3 separate regions of the Mus musculus genome follow, and regions 1 and 3 are each linked to region 2. Evidence: chromatin contacts called from public promoter capture Hi-C data. All regions are on one chromosome and are shown on one strand. Each heading gives the region's core, a stretch centred on a gene start, on an enhancer-like site or on the middle of the called end of the contact. The rest is flanking DNA. Distances are from core to core; before and after follow the strand shown.

What was found. Capture Hi-C pulls out chosen DNA fragments and counts their contacts.
Region 1: a contact with region 2 is called in a promoter capture Hi-C map of pancreatic islet. The contact joins two enhancer-like sites. A contact is called at or near these places in 14 of 39 promoter capture datasets (the 3T3-L1 cell line, 3T3-L1-derived adipocytes, the C10 cell line and 8 more), 15 of 484 Hi-C or Micro-C datasets (CD8 T cells, the G1E-ER4 cell line, the HPC-7 cell line and 9 more), 10 of 115 datasets of contacts at active chromatin or transcription factors (the HPC-7 cell line, T-cell acute lymphoblastic leukemia, bone marrow-derived macrophages and 5 more) and 4 of 9 other capture datasets (adipose tissue, embryonic stem cells, liver and 1 more).
Region 3: a promoter capture Hi-C map of pancreatic islet shows a contact between it and region 2. The contact joins two enhancer-like sites. A contact is called at or near these places in 2 of 39 promoter capture datasets (cranial neural crest and embryonic stem cells), 2 of 484 Hi-C or Micro-C datasets (the N1E-115 cell line and nephron progenitors), 2 of 115 datasets of contacts at active chromatin or transcription factors (embryonic hindbrain and neural tube) and 3 of 9 other capture datasets (adipose tissue, liver and pancreatic islet).

What each region holds. Positions count from the first base shown.
Region 1 is chr4:149,067,948-149,070,647 of GRCm38.p6, forward strand. The region is part of intron 2 of Pex14 (peroxisomal biogenesis factor 14); the gene reads right to left. Among named protein-coding and RNA genes, the nearest start is that of Gm46722, 29 kb to the right of the region's middle. Within about 2 kb of position 1,289, at least 10 of the 459 cell types and tissues checked have an H3K27ac peak or open chromatin away from gene starts, as enhancers often do. A contact at or near this core is called in pancreatic islet, where this site is marked.
Region 2 is chr4:148,946,870-148,949,569 of GRCm38.p6, forward strand. Casz1 (castor zinc finger 1) reads left to right here. Exons shown (of 21, transcript NM_001159344.1): 18 at 121-292; 19 at 1,655-1,806; 20 at 1,924-2,065. It overlaps Gm13205 (predicted gene 13205), which reads right to left. Exons shown (of 3, transcript NR_154553.1): 2 at 1,898-2,038; 3 at 620-1,036. Among named protein-coding and RNA genes, the nearest start is that of Gm13205, 4.1 kb to the right of the region's middle. Within about 2 kb of position 1,267, at least 33 of the 459 cell types and tissues checked have an H3K27ac peak or open chromatin away from gene starts, as enhancers often do. A contact at or near this core is called in pancreatic islet, where this site is marked.
Region 3 is chr4:148,818,974-148,821,673 of GRCm38.p6, forward strand. The region is part of intron 1 of Casz1 (castor zinc finger 1); the gene reads left to right. Among named protein-coding and RNA genes, the nearest start is that of Casz1, 16 kb to the left of the region's middle. Within about 2 kb of position 1,403, at least 32 of the 459 cell types and tissues checked have an H3K27ac peak or open chromatin away from gene starts, as enhancers often do. A contact at or near this core is called in pancreatic islet, where this site is marked.

The DNA.
Region 1 (2,700 bases), core at 39-2,538, 120 kb after region 2:
CAGACAGCACAAAGCCACTGGCTGTGTGCACCCTCTGGGTCCCTCGCTCACTCATGTGTGTCTCATGCAGAGTGAGAGCAGCCTTCTCAGTTCACGATCACTACACATGGCACTCAGTTCTTGTTAGAAGTTTCTTTTTGGGGCTGGTGAGATGGCTCAGCAGCTAAGAGCACCAACTGTTCTTCCGCGGGTCCTGAGTTCAAATCCCAGCAACCACCCGTAATGAGATCTGACGCCCTCTTCTGGTGTATCTGAAGACAGCTACAGAGTACTTATGTATAATAATAAATAAATAAAAATATATTTTAAAAAAAGAAGATTCTTTTTACACTGATCTTCACAGAACAGATCACTCTTGCAGACTCCTCCTCCCACATTTGCCTCACCTGTTTATATCATACTCAATGACACAGCACTGCTCAATAACAAGCACACTTGGCAGCGGGGTAGGATCTGGCCAACTGATGCACAGTGCACGTCGGGAACAATGTGGGAGCGGCTGTCCAGGCCGCCTCATGGGAATCCTGGCCAGGTGGGGACGTTCTAGAGGCCTGAAAGGCAAACTGGTCAGTTACAGCAAGCAGCAGCTCTCAACCTTCCTAACGCTGCCACCCTTTAATACAGTCTCTCATGTTGTGGTGACCCCCACCCATAAAATTATTTTCAGTGCTACTTCATAACTGTGTTTTTGCTACTGTTATGAAATATACTGTAGATATCTGTGTTTTCTGATGGTCTTGGGCAACCCCTGTAAAAGGGTCATTTGACCCCCAAAGGGGTCATGACTCATGGGTGGAGAGCCACTGAGTTACAGGCTGTCAAAAAAGCTCTTGACACTTATAAAGAAAAACATGTTAAGGGGTACCCTACTCTATTTCACAAGAGATCTGGAACAGCTCTCTGAAGTCCGCACAGAGCCAGTGAAAAGGTACTAGCCCAGCATGAAAGACCTGAGTTTGAATTCCACAAGTATGCCAGCGAAGCCTAAATAAATAAATAAATAAATGTGAAACAATAATTTTTTTAATGTACATGCAAAAGCCAGGCATGATGGGAAACTGAGGCAAGAGGATCCCAAGTCCAAGGCCAGTTCAAGGCCAGCCTGGACTAGTGAGACCCTATCTAAAAAAAAAAGAACATAAACAGAGAAGCTGGAACAAAAGGAGACTACGGAAGAGGGAAGCACTGTTGTGTGAATGTTTATTCCCCCTCTCCACAGCCATCTCCAGTGAAGTGTGACAGAAAATGAAACCATTTATACACACACGTAACTTGCAAGCTGGATTCTGTCGGCAACTAAGCTCACGGCTACCACAAGGCTAGAAAAAGAGGCCCTAAGCCAGAGATGCTCTCGGTGTGTGTCTAGCTGAGTCAGGGCTGACCTCAGGGAGCGAGAGGCCTCCTGAAAGATCCCTTGGTGAAAGGGACATCAGCCACCTGAGCTTACCCTGAGACTGCGAGCAGGAGCTGCAGCCCCGGTGGCTTCCAGGCAACGAGTCACAAAGGTGGCAGTGCAAGGGTCTTCTTCCCTGAGAAGAAGTGTGAACTGAGGTGAGAAGAAGGCAATTCACCTCACACACGCTCCACTGGGGGCCATGTGTTAGCGCCTCTCTGCTCCAACTGTCAAAGGTGCCCCCAGATAGATTTACCTCAGAATCACTCAGTGTCAGCCCATCTCGAGACTGCTCGGACAAACTCGTAATGGCAGAGAGAAGATTTGTGGAGCAACAAGCATAAATCTTGGTTATAACTACAAACCATAAAAGAAAGGAGAGCTGGGAGGGAAGAGGGAAGGGCGGCAGACACGTCCTTCTCCCAAGCACCACTTTATCTTCCAGCAGCTCTGCACCACGCACCCAGGATTAACTAGGGGACATATTTTTCAAGCCCAATCAGTCTGTGCAGTTTGACAATGGGCTCAAACATTTTAAATGGAAATTACTCTGGAAATGTGGGGCACATGGCTATCCTAAGAACAGCATGGGCAATGCTCTTCAGAGGACCACGGGGGTTCCAAGTTTGCCCCAGGAACACCCACCCTGTAGGCCACACTAAAAGATGTTTATACAGGAACAATTTTTCAAGCTAGATAATGATCAATTTTAAGCAAAGAAAAGCATTTTGGAATGTTCCCTCTGTCCCAGTAAGAGGTGTGGATTCCATCTTCATCAGCACTGCTGGGTCAGCTGAGAAACTCAGCCTACACCTCCAGGAGCAAGGGAGCCACCAGGCTTCCTTCCAAAAGAATGACATCGTGGGGACTTAAAAACAGGCCTCCCTCAATCAGTGTGCTCAGAAAAAAAGGCATACAAGCACTCCAGCCTTGGATCCTCCACCTCCAAAATAAAAGCAGGGTTCAGTGATCTGCAGGGCAGTGTCCTGCTTCCAGGAGCCACCGGAACACAAAGGAGAGCCACCGAAAAGCCAGGAAGCCTAAGCATAAACAAAGGTGAGTGCTGTCTCTGCCGGCTCTAATTAGTACCCCTAAGAGTTTCCATTCAGCTAATAATTATTTGTAAAAGAATACCTCCACACTGAGAACAGCCAGCTCCCCACCCACCCGTGAGAGGGAGCAACTGAAGCCTCTCAGACTAAGATAGGAAGGACAGGAGGAAGAGGTCGGCATCTCAAAATCAGTGAGTGGCCTGGAGATTAGAGCCGCCCAGAAGTGGAATGAGGCTTTTGCCCAGTTCATCCATT
Region 2 (2,700 bases), core at 17-2,516:
AACTGGGAGCATGGAAGAACACAAGTGCAGAGAAACTTCCATGGCCCAGAGACAAGCAGGAGCTCACAGATGTTCCTGCCTGGCCTGACGCACATACGTATGCCTTGCCTCCCTCCGCAGCACTGTGAGTTCCGGATGCGTGGACACTACCACTGCCTCCGGACGGGCTGCTACTTTGTCACCAACATCACCACCAAACTTCCATGGCATATAAAGAAGCATGAGAAGGCTGAACGACGGGCAGCCAACGGGTTCAAATACTTCACCAAGCGCGAGGAGTGCGGAAGACTAGGTACTGAGGCCAAGGGTGGGCAGGGACTTCCAGTAGGCCCGGGCCACCTTTCCAGGTACTGCTGCCACCATCCCAGCCCCATGACCCGTGAACGATATCACAGACGTCATCTGCCAAGTGTTGTCTGACAAGTTGTAAAACATCAGAGCCCATACGTCCCAGAGGGACAGCGAGGGCGGCCCCAAGAATCATCCCCACCCCAAGGCAACACCCTGGGGCCATACCCTGCATCCTCGGCTCTGCTTCTCTTGCTTCCCCGAGTGGACAGATAAGACTCGGACGTCCTGTGAGCCCTTTAGTTTTGAGGGTTTTGTCCACAACGAGCTGTTTGCCATTTCAGTTATTTATTTACTTTGTAAAGCCTTTAGCACATGCTTACAAAAACTGAGGTACGTGAGGTGCCAGAGACGGAGGCTCCGGGTGCTTCTGAGCTTGGCAGCGGGTGTCTTTCGATGCCTCTCGGATACCTTCCTGCTCTGGCCCTATAGAGAAGAGCCTCAGGCCCACAGGCAGAGGCAAATTTAGGCGCAGGGCAAGCTTCTATAGACCTGCAGATGTGGGGCAGAATTTTCCTAGGAATGGACCGGAAGCTGGAAGATAGGGAAGGGCGGGTGGATAGATGTGGTGTCTACCGGGCAGGCCTCTCCTGGTCATGTGCTCACGGTGGTAGGGGCCTTTGGAGTTCCTGGAGGTTGCTGTCACCTCCAGTCTGGGCCCTCCGTAGACGGCTGAGACAGTCCAGAACTGCCAGAAGAGAAAGAAAACAACCCTTTCCTTTAAGTGTTAGTTTAAGAGAGGATCCCTGGCTCGAGGAGGGCCGGTAACCACAGCAGCAGGTGCCCACACCTGGTGGCCTCTGCTGTGCTGGGCTTGGCTTTCAGCTGTCAGGGGACTTGTTCTTTACTCAACAGTTTGGTGGCTTTGGTAGTAGCTGGGGCCAAACAAAGCTGGGAGGTGACATAAGACACCTGGCCAGCCCGGTACCATGGCAACGGGCAGGCCCTCGCCTGCCCTGCCTGCCCTGAGCTGTTGCCTGTTTAGGTCCTGCCTGCTCTGTTTGTTCTCAGCCTAGGAGGGCGGAGGCAGGCTGGAGGCCGGCTGACCAGCAATCTGAACAAGGTGGCTGGCTGAGAGAGGTCCTTTCTTGAAGGTCCCTTGGCCACGGATCTGTGACTTCTCAGGGAGGAGTGTATAGAACAAGCCAAAGGGGAGGCCAGGGATTAGCCAGCCAGGCAGACTTGGCTTCCTGGAATGAGCTAGTTAGAGGTATTCCCCCGGATGCCACCTGCCTATGTGGCACGTCACCTCTGTGCCCAGCACACTATCTGGGGAAGCTCATGGCTGCTGTGTTCACACCCACAGGCTGCAAGTACAACCAGGTGAACAGCCACTTCCACTGCATCCGGGAAGGTTGTCAGTTCTCCTTTCTCCTCAAGCACCAGATGACCTCGCATGCCCGGAAGCACATGCGGAGGATGCTGGGGAAGAACTTTGACCGAGTGCCCCCATCCCAGGTGAGAGCCCCCCACGTGGCTCAACGGTCCTTCCTCTTAGGTGCAGGGCCCCATGTTACCCATAATGCCCAAGGAAGCCGTGGGCTACTACCTTAGGGCCCCTCTCCTTTCTTCCAGGGTCCCCCGAGCCTAATGGATGCCGAGACAGACGAGGGCATGGACTATACAGGCTGTAGCCCTGGAGCGGCGTCCTCAGAGTCTTCCACCATGGACCGTAGCTGTTCCAGCACCCCTGTGGGCAATGAGAGCACAGCTGCAGGTGAGTGGCCCAGGCCCAGCCGAGTCGTGCTTGGGACACAGGTTGAGAGTCAAGCGGCCTCCAAGGAGGCCAAGGTGGAATGCAGCAGACAAGCTTGTACAACGTTGGGCATTGAGGCCTCTCCTCTGGCCATTCTGCCCACATCTCTGCTGCTCTCCCTCCCCCAGATCACTTCAGTTTCCCCAGAGAGGGACCAGGGCTTGTCCCATTAGCCCCAGAGAAAGCACCAGAGCCCCTGTACCAGCCTCCTCATGGCCTCAGTCCCAGCCTCCATCCAGAACCCAGAGCGGGGACCCCCCCCTCAGAGGTTCCTGCCTCCCTGCCGTGTCCTCTGAAAGGCCCTCCCACCATGACCTCTGCCCACACTGCACCAAGCAGCCTCTCTCCTTCCCCCCCTTCTTCCTTGCTGAACCTCTCTGCTCATCTGTCCACATATTTCCATACTGCACTTGCCATTGGGTTTCTCATTTGGGTTTTTGTTTTTGTTTGTTTGTTTGTTTGTTCTTTTTTTCTCTGCTTCTCTTCATCCTCTCCAGGCTGCCCGGTTCCTCCTCCTCCTCCTCTTCCTCCTCCTGCTGCGGCTGGTGACGAGGCTGCTCGTGGGGCTGCACCGCCCACCCTGACTCCATCCTTCC
Region 3 (2,700 bases), core at 153-2,652, 130 kb before region 2:
GCCTCCTGAGAGCTGGGTTTATAGGTGTGTGCCTCCCACCAGGCCTGGTCACGTGGTCGAGTGTAGGTTGGTCTGCCCTCGAAGTGCACGCTTCCCTTCCAGCACGGGGAAATACAGAGCCCCATCTGAACAGAAACTGTTAAAAGAGGTACAAGGAAGGACATTGACCCTGAACTTAATTATTATGACATACTCTTTCACGCCATCATACCTGGTGTCTTTCCATCCAGGATTTTTTCCTTTGGTCACTGTGTCTATGTATAGAATGTGTATTTTAAATAATCGTGATCTATGGTCTAAGTGGAGACCCTGGATGAGGTCAGAATGAGCTGCGGCCAGAGCTGGGTGGTTGACTCTCTGTAAACCTGCGTGTGATGCTCAGCCATCCTACCAGTCAGTCACAAGACTCTTGAACTAGAGGCTAGAGAAGCAAGCCGGGCCACTGGGCGGGCAAGCGGGCCCTGCGTGCTCTCTGGGGTTGGTTTTGCCTGCTCGCTTCACTGGTAGAATATCCCTTTTAACTCCCTTCCCTCTTGCTTTTGACAAATGGGCATATTTGTACCATTTTCCCGAATGACCTTCTCGCCTTGGGGTAATGAGAAAATGAAGGTCTTAGCTAAGTGCTTTGAGATATTCAGATATAAAAGCGGAGAACGCGTGTTGTCGTGGGCCTTTTGCTGCCAGGGTGCTTTATAGAGAGAGGAAGTGCAGCTTCGGGGGTGAAGGTCGGCTGAAGGATGAGGGCCAGCCGCAGGACCTGTGTCTCTCTGGGTGCAAGGGCAGGAGAGTTCGGGGCCTGGCAAGGTTTGGGTGGGGCTCCGGACCATCTTCCAGGTACGCTTCCCAAGGCCAGGCACCCACAGACAAGGTGATCTGGGTCGCTCAGGCAAAGCCCCCAGCCTGGGTTTAGCTCTTGTGGATACATGATCTGATTTAAAGATATTCCCCTGTGCCGTCATAGCGTCCTCCCGTGATAACGCAGGGAATAAATCCTGCCTCGCCTATGCAAATAGCTATCTCGAGGATGATTTTGAAACATAGAAAAATATTTATTATATGTATTGGAGAAAATGCCCCTCCCTCTGAATGTCCAGTGTTCTGACGGCCACCAGAGAAACTCTATGAAAAAGCTTGAAAGATGTCCCCGAAATGACAGCATTAAAAGGGGGGGGGCACAGAGGACTCAGGCTGATTTGTTTTTTTATTTCATAACATTTTATTTAAATTCCCCCTATGATTAACAGCCAACAAAGCTGAAGTGCCAGCCCAGCGGGGAGCCCTGGCAAGGGTGGGGGGCGGGGCCGCGCCCCAAGAGGGCGCCTGCACCCACGGCCCCCGCAGGGCTCTGAGCTCACCGGCTCTGCCAGCAAAGCAGACCTATGAGCTCTCGGGAACCGAGGCGGATCGGTGACTCAGAACTCCGTGTTGTGCTCTCTTCAACAATAGCTTTTGTCCTTTGCCCAAAACCCTGGGCCAGTGTGTGAAAAAAAAATTAGAAAATTATGAGATAGTTTGTTCTTTCCTTACCAGCTGGTGCCAGCACTGGGTGCTTTATTTATTCAAGGTGGGGAGGCAGGGAAGGCAGGGTGGAGGTGAGGGAGAAGGAAAAAGAAAAACAAGGTAGAAACTCGGACAAGGCCCAAGAAAGGTCTACACCTCCACAACAAACTTTCTTTGTTTCATAGTGGGGAGGGAAAAAAATAAGGAAAAAAATGTAGAAGGCTTGTTGGAACTGAATACGGCTCCCTGCATGGCATCCACGCATGGGACTGCCCCTGTTCAGTCCCACTACCTCAGTCTTGTGTTTGTGGAGCAGGGAACTGATAGAAAGACAGAGCCCCCCACAGGGGCCCAGATAGAAAGACAGCAGGCAGCTGGACAGCTGGGGGAGCGAGGATGACCCAGTGGTGGCTGATGCTCTGACCGATGGTGCCTAACAGTCAGTAGCCTGGCTCCTCACTACCAGCTGCGTTTTGTTTTCCTGAGAGCCAGGAAGATGTCTCCATTGGTGAAGCACTTGGTTTGAAAGTACAAGAATCTGGATTCAAATCTCTAAAACCTAGATTTTAAAAAAAGGTGAGCAGGGCAGTGCGTACTTGTAACCCCAGCACCGGGGAGGCAGAGACGGAAGGATCCTGGGGGCTCTGGAGCTAGGCAATAGCTCTGGGTTCAGTGAGAGATCTGGTCCCACAAATAGGGCAGATATATAGATAAAGAAAGATGTGGAACATTGACCTCTGGCCTCCACAAACACTATTGAATGTGTGCCTGCATATACACGTACTACACACACACACACACACACACACACACACACACACACACACACGCTCATGCAACTCTTCCTGGGGTCTCTGCTACTGTATCATTTGGAATCTCGAACAGCATGTAGATCAGCATCAAGCCCAATGTGGCCTTATTTTATTATTGAAATTTTATTTATTTTTATTTTATGTATATGAGTGTTTGCCTGAATGTTTTTTTGTTTTTTTGTTTGTTTGTTTTGGTTTTCCGAGACAGGGTTTCTCTGTATAGTCCTGGCTGTCCTGGAACTCACTCTGTAGACCAGGCTGGCCTCAAACTCAGAAATCCACCTGCCTCTGCCTCCCGAGTGCTGGGATTAAAGGCGTGCGCCACCACACCCGGCTTGTTTGCCTGAATGTATGTATATGAATTGTATATATCCCAGTGTCTACAGAG